Linked DNA regions of Hordeum vulgare: region 1 is linked to region 2. The links are chromatin contacts, called in public Hi-C maps. All regions are on one chromosome and are shown on one strand. Each heading gives the region's core, a stretch centred on a gene start, on an enhancer-like site or on the middle of the called end of the contact. The rest is flanking DNA. Distances are from core to core; before and after follow the strand shown.

Region 1 (7,283 bases), core at 2,637-5,136, 230 kb after region 2:
CGCTCACGTGCAACTTACTAGCGCCATTGATACAACAGTTAGGAATAGTCTGCCGTCCACAGATCGTTTCTGACATCGTTGCTATCATACTACTTTTCTACTGATACTTTGCTTGCAGACACTAATCTTTCAGGTGTGGTTGAATGTGACAAACTCAGGTGCTAATACTTGAGAATATTCTTTCGCTTCCCCTTTGTCGAACCAACAAATTTGGGTTGAATACTCTACCCTCGAAAACTGTTGCGATCCCCTATGCTTGTGGGTTATCAATCATCCCGAATAGCTAGCTGTTCCAGTAGTTTCTACGCCTGGGGGCTGCTCGTATAGCTTGCGGTCACATCTTCAAGTCAGCTTGGTTGAGAGGATGTAACCAGGAATAATGTAGATTCAGCAGGGACACGTGATAGAGCATCAACTACAGTCTTCTGTGTTCCCTTCTTATACCTGATTATGTAGCGGAGACCCAGGAGATTAGTGAAGGCCCCTTGCTGCCAGGGTGTGGTCAGTAGCTGCTCTTCTAGGTGGATCAGACTCTTTTGATCTGTATGGATTATGAACTCCATGTGCTGCAAATAGGGACGCCATTGCTCGACAACAACCATAATGACGAGGTATTCCTTCTCATATGTTGAAATTCCTTCTCATATGTTGAAAGTCCTTGGTACCTTGGGCTCAGGCTTATGCTCATGAATGCAATTGGGTGGCCATCTTGTTGCAACACAACTCCGATTCCCTTGTCGTATGCATCGGTCTCGATGGTGACTGTTCGGTTGAAATCTGGTAGGGCGAGGACTAGGGCTGTGGTCAGACGCTGTATCCGAAGCTGAAAGGTCTGCTCTATGTTATCCGTCCAGACAAAGGGTCGGTCCTTCTTCAACAGATTAAACAATGGGCGCACGATGATGCCGAAATTGCGGACGAACCGACGATTGTAACCTGCCAGGCCTAGGAAGCGCCTCACATCCTTTGTGTCCTGTGGAGTTGCCCATGCTTGGACTTCCACAATCTTGCTAGGCTTTGTTCCTACTCCTTGAATGCTGATGACATGGCCCAACTAGGACAGTTGTCGATGACCGAATTCACACTTGTTTAACTTGACCTTCCACGGATCCCTACGGAGGAGTTCCAGAACTTGCCGAATATGATCCAAGTGTTCCTCCCATGTCTCACTGAAAATGAGGATGTCGTCGAAGAAAACCAATACGTAGTGTCGCACGAGAGGATGCAAGGTGTGTGTCATGGCCCCCAAAAACGTTGCTGGACCGCTTGCCAAGCCAAATGATAAGACCTTGAATTCATAGTGCCGTGTGTGTTCGGAATGCAGTTTTGTACTCTTCCCCTTCTGTCAGTCTGATTTGGTGATAGCCTGCTCTGAGGTCCATCTTTGAGAACCACTTGGTGCATCCAGCTCATCCAACAGTTCTTCGATGAATGGTATAGGGAACTTACTGACGCAAGCCATCGCATTGAGTTGTCGATAGTCAATGCAGAGACGCCAAGTGCCATCTTTCTTCTTAACCAAAATGACTCGTGAGGCAAAACTGCTTTGGCTGCGTTGGATCACCCCTGAGCGTAATAAATCCTCAACTTGCCACTCAATCTCAGTTTTGTGCTTTGGTCTGTGTCTGTAGGGTCTGATGTTGGCCGACTGTGCCTCGGGCATCAAGTCATTTTTTGGTCACAAGCGCGCTGAGGAGATGGAGCACTGGGTATTCCAAAGACGTCTTCATATTCGTGCAGGAGGGGTTGTGGGTCCGAGTGAATGGAGGATTTGGAAATTGTTGTCTCTGTGACATGGTAAAGGAACACCATATGCAGGAGGGAGCCTTGACGACGTAAGTTCTCGAGCTGTAGGTTGTTGATAACTTGGCAGGTGGTAGAGTTGGGCTCATGACCGAACAAGCGGGCTGGAGCCAAGTTGGTGGATAGTGTGATCACCTTGAGCTTCCAATCAACTGTCATTGGACTGTGTTGCTCAGGACAATCCATTCCAAGAATAGCATCGTAAGTTCCAAGCGGCAACACCTTCATGTCAGTTGTGAATTCTTGTCCTTGTGATGACCAGGCGCACTCTGGCTGAACAGCGGTGCAGGTTAGTCCGTTGTCGTATGCCACGCGCACTCAGCAAGGTTGCTTTAGTGCTATGACGCGTGACCGTTGTTGCGCCACCTTCTAGTCAATGAACGATGTGGAGCTACCGCTATCCACTAGTAGAAGCACTTCATGGCCCTGCATCGACGCGAGCAGCTAGAATACTCGGGAAGAAACTCCGCCTTCCAAGGCAGAGCGAGAAATGGCTATGATTGTGTCACTTGGGGGTGTGCAGTCCTTGGACTCGGAAGATTAGTCGCTGCCGAAGAGCTCGAGCATTTCCTCGACCACATGGAGCTGAACCAAGGTGGGACAGACATGGTCATGCCCCCAGCGCTCGCCGCACTTGCAGCAAAGCCCGCGAGCACCTAGGTAGTTGTGGAGGGCTTTGACCTTTCTTTTGTTACGCGTGCAGCCTCTGTGCGGCGACGGTCCATTGTTGTTGGCATGGAGTACCCCATAAGAGGTCAAGGCAGTGGTGGAGGTAGCGGAAGAGGCAGCGCCGGCCTCGACGCTCCATCGTGAGATCGGGAACGCGGGGGGGGGGGGGGGGGGGGGGTGTGAAACCCCATCAGCCACTTCCTCCAGAAACAACGCCAACGCACACGCCGTCTCGAGGTCCGACAATCGTTGAACCAAGACCACCGCACAAGTTTCCTTCCGGAGTCCCTCCACAAAGCGAGTGAGAAAATAAAATGGATGAATACTATCAGAATAGGAACTCTGATGATCAATAATTGACTCAAATTGTTCTATGTGATTAGAAACACAGGTGGTTTGGCGAATAGTGTAAAACTATCGAATAAACGTCTGATGACAATCACGACCGAATCGTGTGGACATTAGAGTAGTGAAAGACTCCCAGTCAAAATCTGCCAACCGTTTTTGGATCGATTGCAACCAAACGGATGCAGGCGCCAAAAAATTCAAGGCATCCATGGTACCCAAAACGATGGTAATACGCCAAACATGGTGAAGTATTATTCACACGGATATTTAAAGAGTTTCAGATTATCTCCTTGAACCGAGGAAACTGAATGGACGGGTGTGTTTGGCCGAATCCGCTGAGCAGTTGGCCGGCGTGTGCAAAGGGTGAGAGAGTGGTAGGTGAAGGGGGATCGGGCAACTCACCATTGTTTGGGGGCGGTGGCGGTGCCTGGAAGGATACCACTGGTGGCCCCCCGTGTGGTGGTGAAGACACCATGCCCATTGGGCCCTTGCACTGGTGGAAGCACCGCGCCAGACGCGGTCCCGATGTGGAGGCCGGTCGTCGCAGGTAGCGGGGGCGAGGGTGGAGATGGTGGCGTGTGTATCGCCGCACCGTCCATGCGCGATGGTGGAGGAGCGACCTGCAGGGCCGCCACCGGGTCGCTCAGATCAGCGACGCGCCACTCAAGATCGGGCCGCAAGGAGAGGAGATCGTTGACCTTGGCGTTGGAGGTGTTGAGCATTGCGGTGTGCTCCTTCAGTGTGTTGTCGAGGCACTCCAGGAAGGTCTAGATGACCGGATCCATGTCGGCGAGGTGGGCGCGGGCCTGTCTCTGGGATCTGGTGGTGACGAATCGATCCAGATCGGTGTGGTGATGGTGGGGTGGGTTGTATCTGATACCAGATGTATGAGCAGGGATGATAGTAGCTTCCATTACACGAACTAGGTACCAATTCGGTTACAAGATGATGCACACAGATGCGGAATGATTCTAGAGTTCTAGCTGCCGCCGTGCCGTGATCCACTGGATGATGCTTCCTCAGCCGTCGTCCCCTCAAGTAGCTGGGGAGAGGGAACCTCACGCTGCCCACACTGGCCCATGGACACATGGGTTGGGTCGGCGGTTCCTCGTGGGCCGTTGGGCCAGAGGCGAGGTTATCGAGCCTCTCGTTGTTGGGTTGTTGCCGTCAGCGCGGTCGATCCTTGCATCCTGGGAGCTGATAAAGAAGCATTTTTGTTTTAATTTATTGTATTAACAATCATAAGTTTCATGCAAAAGTTTAATCACATTTGTAATACATGAAGATATATGTGATCACATATGGTAACATGAAGAGATGCATATGGTTTGAGCAAGGAGAAGGTTTCTTTCAAATGTTAATTATGCTTGTTGCAATTTGATTCACATGCCCTCTCTATTGATATTATGATATGCTTTAAATTAATGCATTCATAACCATAGATGTATTTTTTTGAGAGTTATACTATCGAATCCTAATAGAAACAGACTAAATATTAGGTGTCACTCACGTACATGGAAAGTTTCATGTTTTCACAATACCATTTCACTTGAGCTCTACCTTTCGAGCACGCATTTCACAAATTTACTTGTTTCGTGGGCAATTTCAAAAAATTAGAAATGATCTTCAGTTCAAACTATTCACGTGTCTAACCAAATATGGAAGAAAAATCATACAAGAATTTATATTCTATGAAATTTGCATGCAACTGCAGAAATAAGTGTGGTACCAAAATGTTTATGAAATTAAAAAAATGTGGAGATACCTGATGTTGTATATTAGAGATTGATTTTGGTTGATTATCGGATGTAACGCGGGATGAAGATTACTAACATGGGTCAAACAAAAAACATACAAATAGGAATGTGATGAAAAATATTTCATAATTTTATATTTCTATAATTGTTAGTGACATATTCATGAAAATAATGAATAAAGATGGACTCACACGAGCTATGTCTACAGAAAAAAGAGTAACATCTTTAGAACTTCTAAAGAGTAATAACTAGCCCATGCAGGCGCTCAGATTGATGACTAGTAGTGATTAACTAAGGATCAACACACAATTCATAATCCCTATTAGTAACACATATAGGAGAAGTAGCAAATTTAGGATCATGTTTCATTTTTTCCATCATAGATTTGCCTTTCAGTTTGCATAGAATTTTTTCAAATCATCTCTATCATTACAAGAAAGAAAATCTCTATCTATCCCCCCCTACATAATATAACCCGCAGGTACATCAGGAAATTCATATCTATTACAAGAGCTAGGCATAATAGGTGAATCATAGTTTTCCTCAGTTTCAACATTTTCAATATGTGAGGATCTAGCAATATGAGCACCAAGCAATTGACCAAGTGGTACATATTTATTTTTATCAAGTATAGAAGTAGCATCGTCATAAGTTTCATGAAATTCAGAAATAGCATCATCAAGTACTTGCGACATATCACACCAAGCAACAAGTGGTGGTGTCATAAGATGATTCAAAACAGTAGGTGAATCAAAAGAAGAGCTAGTTGGCAGTTCCTTACCTCCCCTCTCTTAGAGGGTATGATCTTGGTTCTAGTATCTTTGAGATTCATCATAGTGGAAATTGGATATCCTCAAGTGAACACAATAAATAGAGCTATGCTCCTGGATAATAATGCCAGAAAAAGGTCTTGATAACTCACAAGTATAGGGGATTACAACACTCTTCTCGGGGTATAGAATATTTATTGATCCTAGCAGCTGAGTTGTCAATTCAACCATGCCTGGAATATCTCCGTGCAGCAAAAGTTTTAGTACCACATCAAAATAGTGGTAGTAAGGGTAACATCAGCAGTTTTGTAGTGATTGTAATAGTAGGAGCAACAATAGTAACTTAGCTAGATTCATTATATGAAAAGCATAGTGATACGTCCATTATGCATCATGAATTCTTATTGATAATTATGTTATTTTTGTCCTTTATTCCTCATTATGATACAATTCATATGCATTTTCTCTCTGAATGTGGAAGGTACACCACGAAGAGGGAAACTGTCGGGCACTAGGCTTATGGACTTGAAAACCAAGAAAAGGGTGAAAAATCACTGGACTGCAAATAACGTGAAATTTCATGAAAAATTGTTATGGAATATATAAGAATTATTGGGACAAGAATATACCAGAGGGGGGCCACCTACTGGCCACGAGCCAACAATGCGCGACCACCCCCACGGCCGCGCCGTGATGCCACATGGGGGCCTAGCAGGCCTCCCAACACCACTCTTCTCTTATATGGTGTGTTTTCATCTAGAAAAAATCAGAAGCATACTTTCGGAAGAAAATGTCGCGGTTGGGAGACGGAAACCTAGGGAGAGGCCCTTTTGCTCTCCGGAAGAGAGATTCTACCAGGGGAATTCCTCTCCGGGAGGGGGGATCGAAGCCATCATTATCACCAACGCTTCCTCCTTCGTGGGAGGACCAATATTCATCAACATATTCACCAGCACCATCTCATCTCCAACCCTAGTTCATCTCTTGTATTCAATCTTTGTCTGAAAACCTCAGATTGGTACCTGTGGATTACTAGTAGTGTTGATTACATCTTGTAGTTGATGCTTGTTTGATTACTTGGTGGAAGATTTTATGTTCACATCCTAGATCACCATTATTACACCTCTGATTTTGAACATGTTGATGAGGTGTGAGTAGTTAATATTGTTCTTGAGGACATGGGAGAAGTCTTGTTATAATAAGCATGTATAGTTGCTATTCGTTTGATATTTCACCATGTTATGGGCTACACGACACTTCACTTAGTGGTGTTGTTGCTTCTCTTAGTGGTGTCGTGTGAACGTCGACTACACGACACTTCACCATGTTATGGGCCTTAGGGAAGGAATTGTGGAGTAAAAAGTAGATGATGGGTTGCCAGAGTGACACAATCTTAAACCCCAGTTTATGCGTTGCTTCATAAGGGGCTCATTTGGATCCACATGTTTCATGCTATGGTTAGATTTATCTTAATTCTTCATTCGTAGTTGCGGATTCTTGCGAGAGGGGGTAATCATAAGTGGGTTGCTTATTCAAGTAAGAACAACACCTTAGCACCGGTCCGCCCACATATCAAATTATCAAAGTGACGAACGCGAATCAACTTAACATGATGAACATGACTAGACAATACTTCCCATGTGTCCTCGGGAGCGTTTACCTCGTATAAGAGAACTTCTCGGCCTGTACTTTGATATAAAAAGGATTTGGATATCTTGCTGCATATTTGTTCCTATTGTTACTTGTCAGTTGTTACAAATTATCTTCCTACGAAACTATCTATCACTATTACTAACGACACTTGCAAAGAATAACTTGCTGAAAACTGCTTGTCATTCCCTTCTACTCCTCGTTCAGTTCAACACTCTTACTTATTGAAAGGACAATGATTGACCCCCTATACTTGTCGGTCATCACCTAGGTATGTGGACAGGTG
Region 2 (7,229 bases), core at 2,849-5,348:
AGCAATAAAGAAATGACCCAGTGTGGCATGCACCATAAGAAAAATATGTTCACGAAATAGGAAAGGAAACAACTAACAGAACCATATAAAGTTTACTTTAAATTTAAGTGTAGATGAAGATATGCACGAATAATGGGCCTCAAATACTGAAAATGCAACGTGTTAGGTGATTAATATTGTTGAGGGGAGAGTAAATACACAATACTCGGTCCTTCAGCGGCAAACTGTTGTCAACGAATAAACAAAGAGAATAGACAAGATTATAGACTTTCAGATAAACTATACTCTATAACTAACATAATTAGTTTGCCCTATTAGATCAATAATTCATGCCTTAGCAAGAAATCTGGTGTAGGAAAAATGAGGAGCTTGTTATCTGATATCACAACATCAAGATGCTTTATCCAAAAAATGATTTAAGCACCTAGCAATTACCTATACTGATATGAACAATTAAACAGAACCTTTTCAGTATATGCAACACCATTCTATTTTCATAGCATTTGAGCAACTCCTAACAATCTATTCTACAAAAATAGTACAAAACCACATTATAAGTGCTAATGCATATGCATTGAAGCTGGTCATAGTGGGAGTAACTTAGCTAGTAACATAACGTTTCTCAAGGCAAATTTGCTTATGTGGCATGTAGTTAATAAGGAGAGAGGTGTTTGTGGTAACATAAGGCTGCTTCCAATGCAAAGGTGCTAAGATGTGGTGCTAAGAACATTAAATAGCTTAGCAACTCAACTTTCCAATGCATAGGTGCTTAACTTATTGTTGCTAAGCTCACTCTATTTAATGATTTAGCACCTAAACTCTCTCATGCATTGGTCATCTTCTTTCATTTAAGTGGTTTGCCTAGGTTCACGTGTATGGCATTGGTTCTTCCTGGGGTCACCAAAGTGTTCTCTTTCCTCCTTAATTGCTATGCCATGTCATTTTTTTGCTTATGTGGCATGCTTAGCACCTGTCCACCATGGAGCACTGGGAAGGGCCTAACATGTTACCGTAACATAATGCAGCCCAAGGCAAACTGAGTCTACAACCTAATAAATGCAACCATCTGTGACACTACTTCTATGTTACTTTGCATTATAAGGCTATTAACATAGACTAGTGTCATATATTTGGAATACTAAATTTTCATTAGATGCCCTATGCACCTGGACGGAGGGAGTAAAGCTTATGCATGTGTATGCACAACTGATCATTAGTCGCTACTGCAGATGGTAACAAGGTGACAATGCCATGGTTAATAGTTTCCTATATTCCACAGCCAACACACAATTTATAGTAACATGTTCAAAAAAATGACAACACTGTCAGTCACTGCTGAAAACTACCAAGGGTCATCACAAGCAGGAAAATACACAAGAAACCAGTATTCAATAAATTAAATCGGCAAACAGAACTAGCTAACAAACCTGTTTTGGTCTTTTTTCTGAGGCTTTTGTGGAGTAAGATGCAGATGGCCTTATGAAAGAAGGAAGCACTTTGCGGTATTCTTTACGCACTGTCAAAGGACCTGAACGGTTTGCACTGATCATATACCACCTTGAACTTTTTACAGATGATGCTGGAAGGTTTGCCAAAAGAGAACCCCATCAGAACTTAATAAGGTCAATAGGATGAACGCTATTGAAATAACTGTTAGTCCAGATTTAACAGCAAAGAACAGAAAAGTCAAATAGTTATTTAACACCTTTTGAATGAAAACAGAGAGCAATTCACATGGACAGACCAAACTTAACTGAAGGACAGAATAGGCAGAACAATCATACATGATATCCATCTACCATTAGTTTGGTACAGAAGGCAAACAGAGTAAGTCTTATATTTGCCTTCTAATTTTGCTTCTAGAGTTTTACATTTGCCTTTTCATTCTAGCTGGTTTGATCAAGGGTAGAAAGCTCATATTTGTATTATTGCAAATATTTTCAAGGAAGATTCACTAAACAAGTGTTTGTAAGCTATTCTTAATGATTCTTATGGCAAATTGAAAAATTACAAGAACTTAAGGCATAAGTTAGGCATAGACACATGATAATGGCAGAATATGCCATTATACCATGGATTAGTTAATAGCTAAAAGGTGTTAGGAGAAAACAACAAAATCTTGACTGCATTATATCCATGCAATAGTTCTGGTAAAATTGTATAGTATTGCATGAACTCACGACATAAATTACTGTGCTTTGCTATATCTGCTTGCTGTACTTAGTCCTCAATTATGTCAGAACTAGTGCACGAATACAAGCATGTGAAGAATGAATGTTTAAATATATAAGAGAAACATACCATGCACAACTTCACCAGACTTTGCAAAAGCTTCCCTAAGTCCATCAGTTGTTGTTCGCTTGCTTAACCCTATAAATCATTGTTAATACTATCATAATCCAGACGTTACGTACACCAGAAGGTTCAACATGAATGGAAACAACTCAAACAGGGGTAACAAACATAAGATTCCAAGTGTAATAAAAGACACAAAATAGAAAGCGGAACTATATGATGAAATACATTTAACGCATATAATTACAACTTGTGATAAATTTTAAGAATCACTGCACTGTTACTGCAATATCTTTAAATGGTACTCACCAGGGTGTTTATATAACTACACTGGCTTTAATTGGTACTTACTAAAGTATTTTCTGGTTGTCATGTTATAAAGTTAAGCAAGAACCAAGATTGGAGAAGTTTCAGCCTCAAATTAAGATAACCGAATATTTGGTTTAATGTCACAATCTCCTCGCGAACTGCTTAATATTTGGTATTTGCTAGTGGGAAACATCACTGGTCTAATTTATGATGCTTAGTCAATCACCACCTTCGCTGCTGGTGATGGCATTTTAAATGAAAATAATAAAGTTGACAGGGAGAAGCAGAAGAAACAAAAGATGGAACAGAGGCGCCTTCAGAGAAAGTGGAGAGATATTGGGATTGCTATTGTAGTTAGAATCAGGATTATGCAGCCTGCAAACAAGGCCGCTGTTCTGCTAGTCCATTATTGATTCAACTGATCTTTCAGTTTCAATATGTAGTCTCAGCTCAAACAGTTGAATGATAGAATCTCAGAAGAGTGGTCAGCTTCCATTCCATGATCCTGCAGAATTTTTATGATTCAAAGAGAAAGATGCTCATCTAACATCACAGTGCTCTGATGTTGGCTTCGTCACAGATAAACAGAAGACTCATAGAGTTTGTCAGGACGCGGTTTGGCGTGAGACTGAATTGAACAAATGTGGTTGGATTCGTGTATAGGTCCATCTTTATCTTCCATCTAAGCAAGGTATGGAGTATCTTTCACAAGGTCTAACTCTTCCAGAAAAAACAGACAATTTGATCATATGGTTCAGAGTTAATTATCCACGGATGCAGAACAGAGTACATCTAATCGCATCATATGAACAATGCCGGAAAATGTATATGCTCGGATTACTCAACATAATTCATGTCCATGATTTGCAACTACTCCATGGGTCTGTATGTTTTTTTTTTCAAACTATTAGATCTATATAAATTGAATAAATAGGGTAATCATAAAGCAGTCCGAACCCATAAATGAATGCAGGGCTTGAATAAGCAATGCTGCAACAGCATAACTGAATATGTAAACTTTGTGAGCGTGCTACCAAAAAGTTGTCTAATGTCCGAGACGCCAGCTTATATAATCAAGCCCTCACTAGAGAACTGCCCAGCCAAAACGAAACCTACCTGACTCTAGCGAATCCCGCAAGACCACTCCCCTGTTAGTAAAGCGAATATCTCCAGATGCGAGGAAAGCTGAGAGGGGAAATAATGGGAGACGGAGAAGGGGAGGGGGAAGAAAGAATCAAACCGGGGATGAAGAGGCTGGCGAAGGGGTCTGCCTTCGGGGGAGGGGTTGGCGGCTTCGGAGGCACCAGGGCGGATATGGAGAACAAGCGCCGGGATCCGGACCTTGCCGCGGCCGCCGCCATCGCCGCCGGGATGCCTTTCGCCGTGGAAAGGCGAGCGGGGGTTATTAGGGATTTCCCCCTCCTTCCAGGGGGTTTAGACGACTTTAGATCGTTTCCCAGTTTTTTTTCCTTTGTTTTTGTGAGAGGATGGAGCGTTTTCTAGTTGGGCTCTACGAGTCGGCCGCGTAAAGATTAAGGCACTGTTCGGCAATGCTCTGCTCCACGGAGTGAGCGAAGCCAGCTTGGTCCAGCTTCAAAATTTTTAACAGGAGAGCGGAGGGAATCCGAACGCCGCCTAAATCAGATCGGCAGGCAGCCGATGACGCTGAGACAACCGTCCGATCTATCACCAAGTCAGCCAGCTTTTGGCACAAGCGCTATGTTGTGCTCGTTTGGATTGCAACAAACACTTTTTGCAATGGTCGTTATCGTTACGATCCGGTTGCTCTACCGCCGAGTTAGTCAACCAAATTGCGTGTTTACAACAAGTATCATATTTATACAACAAACCAAATTCTAAAAAGTGTTTGTGTGCTTGTTGTTTGTCCCGAACGCACACCCTCGCGTGCCGTTCGATCAATCGATCGGTAGCACAGGTGCCGCTCAGTCAGGACGATAGCCAGTCCGGCCCTTTTAATGCAGGTGTCGCGCGGTCGTCCCAGTCGTGCGTCCGTATCCACGCCACGTCGCTTTCACCACCCTCCCCCACCAGAGAGAAGCGACTCTTCGCATTCGAACTGCCGCTCCTCTCTCTCCCTTCTTCGGCGACGAATTCGGCGATTCCTCGCCATCCCTTCTTCCTTCCTTCTATCGCGCGACGATTCCAGCCGTAGGATCCGTGTTCTAGTGAGCGTCCGAGCATTTGGTGCAATGGTGATGCTCTAGGCCGCGTAGGGACCAGATCTACCGGTGAGGGAGAGGAACGACGGCTAGCAAGGTGTATGAAGGAGCGATGGTGCGGTGATGGAAGAGGTCGAAATCGACGTCGTAACCTCGGTAGTTTGCTTCTCAGTCAGCTTGCAGCATCCCCTGTCATTTTCCTCTATGTGCGTGGTGGAGGGGTCGCATAGTGTGCTTGCTTGCATGTGGTCCTGGTAGTCTTATTTGCTTGCAGAACCGGTGCGGTGGTGCACATGTAGATTGAGATTCCGGGGAGTCAGGATTTGGGGATTCTAGTTTCAGCTTCAATTTGAGGAGGAGTTCGACGTTTTGTGAGATCCGGGATGAAATTCCTGACATCGTGGTCGAAGTAGTAGTGGTAGCTATCGAGATGGTGGAGGGGCACTAGATATCGCTTGGATTAGGGGATTTTGAAGTAGCTATTGCTTGCTTTTTGATGCTTTTTTGCTAGGGGTTCTATGAGATATGTACGACACATATGTCACATGGCATTTGAGTCCTGTTTATAGTTTAGTGACATTGTTCTTCTTGTTTTTTATGGTACACGTGTCGATTATTGTATGCAATTTTCTGTGCAATTTGCCTAACATCTGTTTTGTTAGTTGTCTACTACTTGATGTTTTTTTTGCTTAACTCAAGGATGTCAACTTGCATGTGCATTTGTTGCATTTTTAGGTGATGTTGTAATAGTTGTTTAGTAGTTGCGTGTTATTTTTCATTGTTCCGCCTAATACATATATGTAAACTTGCTTGTGCATTAGTGTTTTGTGTTTTAGCTGTTAACTTGTTTTGATTTTAGTTGCTTCTTTTTGTTAATGTTTTTTCCTAGTAGATGGATGTCATCTCCGCATTGTTTGTGATGGTTTTTAGTGTAGTTTGTTTTGTGATAGTTGTTTTATTTAGTTGCATGTTATTGTCAATGTTTCTACCTAATATAGATGAAGCACCGGCCCGTGAAGTAGTTAACTATGCACCAATGCATGCAGGAATTAATGGATGGGAGCAGTAAGGGTGTTAAGGGAGACCGCCTGTCAGTAAACCCCAATGCTCAACCTCATGATGTTACCACAGATAATCAAACAACCGAAACAAAGGTATTGATGATTCATTTTCATAAGATCCTATTTTACGGTGTTGATGTTCATGTGCTGCATATAATTGGCATTTGTTTTTTCTATGGTGCGGTGTCGATGATTCATGTTTCTGTTTTCATAGGATCGTATTGATCTGCACATGATTGGGTACAAGCATCGTCGGAGAGGCTCAAAACTGACTGCAACTTGTGGGTTGCCCATGATTGGGTACATTGATAGTAACGTGGACTTACGTGAAGACACTAATAATGACCAGGAGAATGACGAAGACACCCCTGAGCCTGACAAAGACGTTGAAGATTGTCCCACAAAAACAAAGCGAGAGAAGACTGTAGGAAATGAGGTAATACAGTATTTGCCTCTTTTCTCTACTGCATTTTCCCAATTTATTGTTTGTGAGTTGCTAACCAACATAATTGTATACGAAATGATCATATCATTTAATAGGGTTTTTGATGATTTTGTTTTATTTCTTCAAGTTTTTAGGAACAAGGGATCGCCTGCAAGGTTGTACAAACTAAACAAAACGCTTATTCCTCTCATTATTAGCAAAGGGTTCGGTGGTTCGTTGGACCTCGGAGGCACTACCATGGATGTAGATCTCAGCCAATGGATCATGAAGCACTATGACCGTGAGATGTCCCAAATTGTTATACTAGACATGGGGAATATTTCGATAGATGCAGTGAGCGTGCATAGAATATGGGGATTGCCAAATAGGGGTAGGAAGGTTTGCTTCGAGAATCGACCTGAAATCACGAAGGCCATTTACAACATCTGCAATAATACCTCCAAGAACTCACCTACGCTCATGGCATGGTGTAATATGATTGAAGATATGGATGGAGCTTACAACGACAACTTTCTTCGTGCTTGGCTAGCAGTTGTCTTTCCCTGCTTCCTTGCACCAACAACAAATCTAAACGTCTCGCCTAAAAGCTTCTCTGATGTTATGGATGTCAATGGTATAACATAGACGAATGTTTACCAGTTTGTTGTTGATCAGCTAAAGGCAACATTTACAGTAGCAGGTGTCAAAAAGAATGTTGTATGCTCATGTGTTTTTCATCTTGTAGTAAGTGCATATCCCTTTTCCCTGATTTGCCCATTTTTTCTATTTTTTTGTTGGCTCTTGTGGGGAATTCATGTGATTTTTATTCATTTTGTTATCTCACATGCAGTTGTTGTATCTAGATTCATTGGATGTGGATGAACCTATACCAAGTTTAAGGCCAAGAGTTTTTGTTTGAAACTCAGATCTAATTCCAAAAGTTGTGAAGAAGGATAAGAA

Evidence for each region. A called contact is a pair of places that touch in the nucleus more often than the background predicts.
Region 1: a Hi-C map of leaf shows a contact between it and region 2, with 4 times the contacts expected there. The contact joins the enhancer-like site here to the promoter of LOC123425816 in region 2. A contact is called at or near these places in 2 of 6 Hi-C or Micro-C datasets (leaf and seedling).

What each region holds. Positions count from the first base shown.
Region 1 is chr2H:197,508,540-197,515,822 of MorexV3_pseudomolecules_assembly, forward strand. No RefSeq gene overlaps it. Among protein-coding and RNA genes, the nearest start is that of LOC123425818, 130 kb to the right of the region's middle. Within about 2 kb of position 3,887, at least 3 of the 3 cell types and tissues checked have open chromatin away from gene starts, as enhancers often do. A contact at or near this core is called in leaf and seedling, where this site is marked.
Region 2 is chr2H:197,282,931-197,290,159 of MorexV3_pseudomolecules_assembly, forward strand. LOC123425816 (probable mitochondrial import inner membrane translocase subunit TIM21) reads right to left here and starts at 4,099. Exons shown (of 7, transcript XM_045109551.1): 1 at 3,845-4,099; 2 at 2,302-2,370; 3 at 1,428-1,579. The coding sequence starts at 3,965.